2 separate regions of the Anser cygnoides genome follow, and region 2 is linked to region 1. The links are chromatin contacts, called in public Hi-C maps. All regions are on one chromosome and are shown on one strand. Each heading gives the region's core, a stretch centred on a gene start, on an enhancer-like site or on the middle of the called end of the contact. The rest is flanking DNA. Distances are from core to core; before and after follow the strand shown.

Region 1 (3,973 bases), core at 453-2,952:
AAATTCTTAAAGCCAAAATCTCAGTCTATTTATAAAAAATAAAGTAATGAGGGAAATGAATCTTAAAGAAGTTTTAAAATATTAATTCTGATTTCAGGCTAGCTTTAGGCATTGGCAGTGAAGCAGAGGCGCCTGACCTTCAGAAGATACAGTCAACTTGCTATTTTCTTCCAGAAAAAGAAAACAGTCAGGCTGCATGGAAGAGCTATCCGTGCAAATGCACCCCATCACAGAATCAGGAAAATCCATCAATCAGATGCATAGAAAGGGATCCCAAAAGCACACATAAATCCTGTCATTCCTAGGAGGGTCCCTGGCTGTCAAGAAAGGAGAAACATGTTCAGTGAAAACTATTTTATTATCCTTCTTTTGTTCTCTTCTCATTCAACAGTAAGGTCAAGTACCTGTTTGCAGGCACAAGGGACCATGTGCACCTTGGTGTTCCCCTGTGAAAATCAACCACTTTTACTGAAAAGCTGCATCTCATCTCCTGCAAGAGCTGAATTCCTCCAAGCCTGAAATCGTGCTGGACACAAATGGCTGGGAAAGGGCAGGCACCCCTGACATGGTGGAGCCTCTTCCAGAACTGCCTATTGCCACATTTCTTGGACTCAATGGAGAAACTCAAGTGAAAAAGCTGCTTGGAGATATTTCAGGAAACATTCCTAACTTGCAATGCTTTGTCCCAAAAGATCAGCTGCTGTTAAGAAAGCATGGCAGTGTGGCATTGCAGATGGGCAGTCCTGGGGACAGGCCCAGCCACAGACGAGTGCTGCAGAACTCATGAAGGCCCACGTGCTGCAGCATTTGGTCTTCAGCTCTCCTGTCACCCTAATTTCTGAAGGAATAAAAGAACATAGACAGCGACTACTTTGTCTCTCTTACCTAAGTAAATAGTGAGTTATCCCAGGTACAGACTGCCTTGGCGCCAGGGGAGGTTTAGGTTGGATATTAGGAAGAACTTCTTTACTGAAAGGGTTGTTAGGCATTGGTATGGGCTGCCCAGGGAAGTGGTTGAGTCACCATCCCTGGAGGTCTTTAAAAGACGTTTAGATGTAGAGCTTAGTGATATGGTTTAGTGTAGGACTTGTTAGTGTTAGGACAGAGGTTGGACTAGGTGACCTTGGAGGTCTCTTCCAACTTAGATGATTCTGTGATTCTGTGATTCAAGACAACCTTGAATTAACAACCTGTGACAAGTGGCAACAGCACTGCATTGGTTATCCGAGGGCAGCCACCCTGTTGGACACCAGCTCTGCAAAGTCCAGCTCAGATAACAGTCACTGAACACGACTTGCTGATGGGCAGCCTGAGCAAGTTTTGTGCTTCAGGACCAAGCCACGCACTGAGGCAGCTGCCGTGGTGTAGCACTGCATGCCACTGGGGCCCCAACTCCAGTCACTGGCTTCGGGGGAGGTAGAGGCACAGTTTAGCGTGGCCGCGCTCAGAAATAGTGGCTCCCCTGTCAAGTTTGTCCACTCAGGAGTTTGTTTTAACGTGCGAGACACGAGGGGATAAAATGGCGGACGGGCAGCAGCGCCCTGCTGCGCGGGGCCGCCGCCAGGGGGCGCTGTGCCCGGCGGGGCGCTCCCAGCCCTCCTTCCTTCGCCTCAACATGGCGCCGCCCAGCGCGGCTTCACCCGCCGGGGAACACGGGCGGCGCTTTGCCAGGAGTGGCCGACTTCCGCCGCCGGCCCATTTCCTGGAGGGCACCCCTTAAACGCCGCCCGCCGCGCTCGGCTCCCCTCACAGGGCGCTGCCGCCGCCATCATCGCTCTCCCCTCCCGCCCCGTCCCCGCGGCATGCCCGCGCCGGCAGCCGGCGGCGCACGGGTGAAGCGGCGTCCTCCGGCACGGTTTAGCTGAAACCGCCGGTAACGGTCGCGGGCGGCGGTTGGAGCGGAGCGAGGCTGCCCGAGGGAGTATGCGGGGGTAACGCCTGCCCGCAGCCCGTCGCACCGCCCCCTGCCCGGCCCGGCCCGGCCCCGGCTGTCGCTGCGGAGCTGGCTTCGGGCGGCCCCAAGATGTTCAGCTGGCTGGGCACCGACGACCGCCGCAGGAAGGACCCCGAGGTGTTCCAGACGGTCAGCGAGGGCCTGAAGAAGCTCTACAAGACCAAGCTGCTGCCCCTGGAGGAGCACTACAAGTTCCACGAGTTCCACTCGCCGGCCCTGGAGGATGCCGACTTCGACAACAAGCCCATGGTGCTGCTGGTGGGGCAGTACTCCACGGGGAAGACCACCTTCATCAGGTAACGCGGGGCCACCGCCTCCCCTCGGGCCGGGAGGGGCTCCCTGGGCGTGCCCGACCCCTCGGCACCCGCCTGGATGGCAGGGGAGCGCCTCCTACCAGGGGTGGTCTTCTCTACCTGTGTTACCACTCTTCTGCACCCCTCCTCCATGTCCTCGGTACCATTGAACAGCTTTCGGTTGGGAGGCTGTCCCTGCAGGTACCTCAGCAGGCCTGCTTCAGGAGGACAGGGTGGGTGAGGTGTCTGGTAAAACGTCAACGTAGCAAAAAGTAGCCCAGGGCAGGGTTGAGGCAGGGCATTACTGTGGAGAAATGAGTCATTTCAGGCCCTCTTGCCCATTCAAAGTGCAAAGGCCGTGGAAAGCCCCAAACAGGGGAACCCCTGTGACTGCTCAGGTCAGGGTATCCCCCTGTGGCCAGTTTTTCCGACTTCCCCACTGCCCAAGCGCTGTGGCAACCACTGACCTAGGAAAATTTGAAGTGGGTTCTCAGATTTGTAATGGCCTGTGTCTCATCGTTTTGTCTCTTTCTGTACTGTGCCCAGAGGCAACACTGGGAACCTAGCTGGAGAAGCACATGTGCTCGGGCATGTGCCTGTGTAAGAAAGACCTGTGTCCTGACGTGCTGTGATAGTGGGAACAGCAAGTTTGTTCTGAACTGTAAAGCAGAGCAGTTGCCAGCAGCAGATTTGATATGAAGCTATAAAAGAGAGGGTTAAATTTTTCCAGCTGGACTTTGTTGCTGGGATCTCTGTTCAGACAGTTCTAGTTCAGCTTGCAGCAGCCTTTCTCTTGGGATCATAGCTGAAGCTGTGCTGTCTGCATTTCCTACGTGATTCATGGGCTTAGTGTTAAATTCCAGCATTACTCTGGTGTGGCTGTGTTGAAATCTGCAGAATTACCCCAGTGTAAATCTGGACAGAGGCCACAAGCAGCCAGTCCCATTGTTCTACCGGCACTTCTCGTTGAAGGAAGGAGCTCTAGAGAGAAGTGAATCAAAATGACAATGCCTCTCCAAAAGTGACCTTGAGAAATGGCAGGGTGTTTTTGTGTAATATTCCTGTTACTTATTGCACCACTCAGGAGCCAAGAAAAGAATGCATTTCTACTACATTGTCAGACACGCAGATGACAAATGAAATTTAGCAATGGAAAGGCCTTTCTTGTGTTAGCAGCTCAGGTGTATGATGAAGGAATGTGAATGACCCTCAGAAGCATTTGGCATGTGGTTGGAAAGGGAGTTGCTCTTCTGAAAATGAAAAACTGTCTTGTATAGCATAACAGGGTGGAACCAGACAAAAACTTTGTTCTATGACTTGATACCGAACCTATGTGAAAGGCTCTTTCTGCCTTTTCTAGTTAGTGATGTTTCAGAGCAGAAATTTCCCTGAATGTGAGGAGGTTGCTGGCTGTATAACTAGAGCATCCTTCTAAATCCTTTTCTGGATTGCCAGCATCAGCTTTTCCCTGCAGTCTCACCTGCATACTGTTGTTAGCAGTCTTCCTGCCTTTGCCCCCTTCTGTTCATTTTTCTGTAAGCCTGAGCTTGTTTTGGAGCTTTCTTCAGAAGTCTGGCTGCTTAAATTATGTTCCAGGCAAAAGGAGAAGCTGAGCCTTCACTTCTGTGGGAAGGCAGAAACCCCTCAGCTCTCTGGTCAGCAAGCTGTTCGGAACCTTCCTTCAACCAGCCTCTGCGCTCTTCTCCCAGCCCCCTCTGTGCATGAG
Region 2 (3,973 bases), core at 905-3,404, 58 kb after region 1:
CTCAAACAGCCCTATATGAGGAAACTGCTCTCTGTGTCCACTGAGAGATCTGACAAACAGACTACTCTAAAGATGCAGCACAAACATTCCTTAACCCAGCTCCATGTGCTTGCAATCCTGCAGCCATACAACTAGTTTGCCCCCAAGATTCTCTGCAGTGATACATGGAAGGACACAGGAAACTGCCACCTTTGACAGGTTCCATACAGCCTGTATCTTTATTCCCAGCCCCTATTTAACATGCTGAGAAGACAGAAAGGACCCCTTGCCCCTTGGCCACTTCCCAAAAAAAAAAAAAAAAGCCTCTTTCTGAAAACATGCTGTTTTCAATGCACCTTATGTTCTGGAAATAGATCCTGCAGCAGCAGCACTGGAGTTGCACTATACTGACACCTACAGTTAGCAAGGCAGCATTGCCTAGGTAAACAGGTGCAAATGTCTAGTGACACATCTCCCGGTGTATCAGACTACCTTATTTTTATTACCTTTATTTGCTGGGTAGTTTCATTGTGATTATTACTGCACAAAATACAGAAGTACATTTGTACCTGCCTGAAAATTTGCAAGCTAAGTAACTAGTCCAACTTCCTATTGAGATCCCTGCACAGCAGTAGCTGGAGAACAGAATTAACTGCCCCAACTCTTTATTCACAGAATTAAATGGGAATTGACAATGACAATAGGAGTATAGAAACAGGGCGTGGGATTTAGCCTAGACACGCCACATAGCAGAAGTTGGTCCTGGGATGAGGTTATTCCATTGTATTAATATTCTCTGGATTAATTTCTTCGGTGAGGTATACATTGAAAAGCATTGGTGTAGCAGTAACTGGAGAATACCCTGTAGTCTTTATATCTGCCCAATACTACTACTAATAAAAAGGTATTTCACTACAAAATTTTGTGCCTATTGCATAGTTAACTGTGGGTCAAACTTTCATAATGTTCTTAAAATGCATCTCTGGATAGCCAATTTAAGTTTAAAATATTCTGTTTGTAAATGTACAAGCTGGAGTTGGATAATGGTTCATCTAGAAAAGCCTGAGGGTAATGTGATCACACTAACATGGTGAAATTAGTGACACTATTTCACTTACCTGTCCTATATCTATGGCTGGGTTGAGACTGGTGCCAACATCCATTACAATGTCTGTGCGAATGTTCTAAAAGACAGAAATAAAGAATAAATCAGCACAGACATTGAAACTTGTACACAATGGTTTTATATGAGGAGGCACAATATATCCACCACTATCCATACTTGGCCACTGGTCAACAATCTATGTCAAGCTCAATTCTTCATACTATCTTTTAAAGGGAGTTCATCTCTAAAGTAAAACAAAGGAACTCACTGAAGTTTTCCCTGGAGATTCATCAGACCCAATCTGCATTAATCAAAACTGCCAGTGTCAGTGCTCTGTACCTAAGCATAGCCAATTAGGCCAAATGCTAATGAATCGTCTTCTCTCCCTCTCCCCCCCCCCCCCCCCCCCCCCCCCCTCTTTCTCGTGAGCACACTTCTCCCTCTTTCATCCTTAAAAGATTCCAGTGTTAGTTTTAATGATTAACTCAGTTCTGGTATGTTGCTGTTCCTTTGTGCTAACACAGTGCTGATATCTCTTACATAAGCAAATCCAATAACTTTTGCAATCATTCATTAAGCCTCCTAATATCCCCGCAGGTCAGACAATTCTCAATTTATTATACTTTATGGACTGTTGCACTGTGGAACACAGGAGTTAAGAAATTCAGTGAAGGTCACACTGGACCAATGACTGAGCTAGGAACAGGCTGACACCCACTATTTGTTCTAACTCCCTGTGAACATTTCTTATAACTAAACAAAAAAAGGCTATTTCACTGATGATCCCCTCACCTTGTGGTCACCTGTCAGGCAATCTATTTCAACCTCGGAGCAAGCAACGCCGTAACTGAAGTAGCAGAATGGCTTCCCTTCATTCTTTTCAAAATCGTAGCCAAGATCAGGAATTCTTGACACAAAGAAAAACAAAACCACATTTCATTCCACAACTTAAAATCTTTATTCACTTGTGTTTTACCTCCTCCATCAAACCCATGCAGAAATGAAAAGCATAAACAACTACAAATAGAAATCTCCTAAAGCTACCCTGTATTCCCAAACCTTATTGAAACTATTTTAGCTATTTTCCAGTGAATCTCAGATCTTATGGTGAGTATTATGGACTCATTGCCATAAATCCAGTAGCAAATCCTTTGCTTTTTGAATGTAGTTGAACATTTCTTGGAGGTCATTTGCAATGATTCTAGGCAGCAAAGGGCATACAGCCCTTGGTTAGAGCAGTGACAGGGGGATTAGGGCTGTAAATCCTCCCAGAATCTCCTTGGATGCAACTAAGAACTGTGCCTCTGTAGTGTGAATATTCACTCACCTATAAAACCCCGTGGCTGACAGGCTAACACAGTTCTGATAGGCGGTTTTAATCTGCCAAAGTGAATAAGAAATTGAAAACAATCATTGTCCAACCAGTGCCTGGAAAAACAGCTACCCCAAATACATTATTCCCAAATACATTGCAAGGAGAGCATGAACAGGTGTCCAATGACAGACAGCTGTGACACTACCCAGCACCAACATTGCCAAGGGAAACATCATCTTGCTTCCCCAGATAGCCTTGTCAGCAGCTACCAAGGTATAGTGGTAGAGGTGTAAGACTTACTCATTTATTTGTCTCTCAGCAAGATTAGTCTTTCAAGCTCAGAGACAAAGGTTAAGCTATCAGTCTCCTTGACTTCACTGAGGCCAGGAGAAATCCTGTCCTGACATCCAAATTACAAAATCGAAGCTCCTCCTTTGAAGAGGAGCTTCTATTGAAATTAAAAAAAAACAAAAAAAACTTTAAAGTTCACAATTGAAAATAGTTTTAGAGTGTTACAGCACACCAATCTCTTATTATTGACGTTATAGAGTTATTTAGGTTATAAGTTATTTATAGGTGTTATAGGTATATTTTATAGGTTATTTATAATTATCTAAATCACAGCCAAGAAGCACTATAGGAGGTGGCGGGTAACTCAGCAAAGTCATCTTTGTCACAGAATCCCTTCATTACAAATTAGGTTTCTTTCTGTCTGGGACTGGAGCTTGACTACATAGATATATGTAACCGCTCAAAACTTATTTGGTAAAGTTTGTCATAGGCAGGCCCCAGGATCTGGGGAAATCTCCATATTAAAGTCACAACTGATGTTTTGGGAATGAACCCTTGCTGGCTTTGGTTACTTCCCTTGCCAGGTTTCTGCTTTGCTGTCCTTTCTCAAATCTTTGCTAGTGAGATGCAGACCTGGAAGATAACTTATAAACAGGGTTTGCCAATGCAAACAATCTGTGACAATGCCCACCTGTCTCATGACATATACAGACAGCTTACCCAATCTTCCCAGGATCCTTTCGGATTAGACTGTTTGATTGGATCAAGTCTTTTTAAGATGGTCTGACATGCATTCTAAAAACAAATAACAAAAAGCAGTATTAGAAGATTTGAAAAGTCAGCCTATAGTATTAAGAGAGTAATACTAGTCTCAAAGAACCTTCTGTTTAAATCAATATTGCCTCCAGGACTTTGGCATATCATAAAACAGATCAAAGTTCACTAATAGAAGGCTCGCTGCGTAGGAGAAATGTTGACTGAATAGGATTTTAAAACAGATTGTCTCTGCTGATAGCAGAAGAGAATCCCAAATACAGCACAGAACTTGCCAGACCATGGCACACAACACCAAAGTCCATTTTTTTATGCAGTAACTTTACCTGCACCAAGTCACAGTGGGACACATTGCCATATGCAGCAAGATGATCCAATAACACCGAAAAAATATTCTTGCCAAAATTCAACTTATTGAATCAAGCTGTGCAGAGCCCAACCTACTGAATCAAGCCATGAGTATTTAGAAATTTTTTACTTTTGAGATTATCCATCCCCTTTTCTTCAGA

The links. Hi-C and Micro-C count contacts between places; a contact is called where the count stands out from the background.
Region 2: a contact with region 1 is called in a Hi-C map of liver, with 3 times the contacts expected there. The contact joins the enhancer-like site here to the promoter of EHD3 in region 1. A contact is called at or near these places in 4 of 7 Hi-C or Micro-C datasets (granulosa cells and liver).

What each region holds. Positions count from the first base shown.
Region 1 is chr3:18,925,584-18,929,556 of Taihu_goose_T2T_genome, forward strand. EHD3 (EH domain containing 3) reads left to right here and starts at 1,703. Exons shown (of 6, transcript XM_013174064.3): 1 at 1,703-2,250. The coding sequence starts at 2,024.
Region 2 is chr3:18,983,162-18,987,134 of Taihu_goose_T2T_genome, forward strand. XDH (xanthine dehydrogenase) reads right to left here. Exons shown (of 38, transcript XM_048078421.2): 32 at 3,411-3,485; 33 at 2,412-2,464; 34 at 1,877-1,991; 35 at 1,098-1,163. Among named protein-coding and RNA genes, the nearest start is that of XDH, 41 kb to the right of the region's middle. Within about 2 kb of position 2,155, at least 2 of the 3 cell types and tissues checked have open chromatin away from gene starts, as enhancers often do. A contact at or near this core is called in liver, where this site is marked.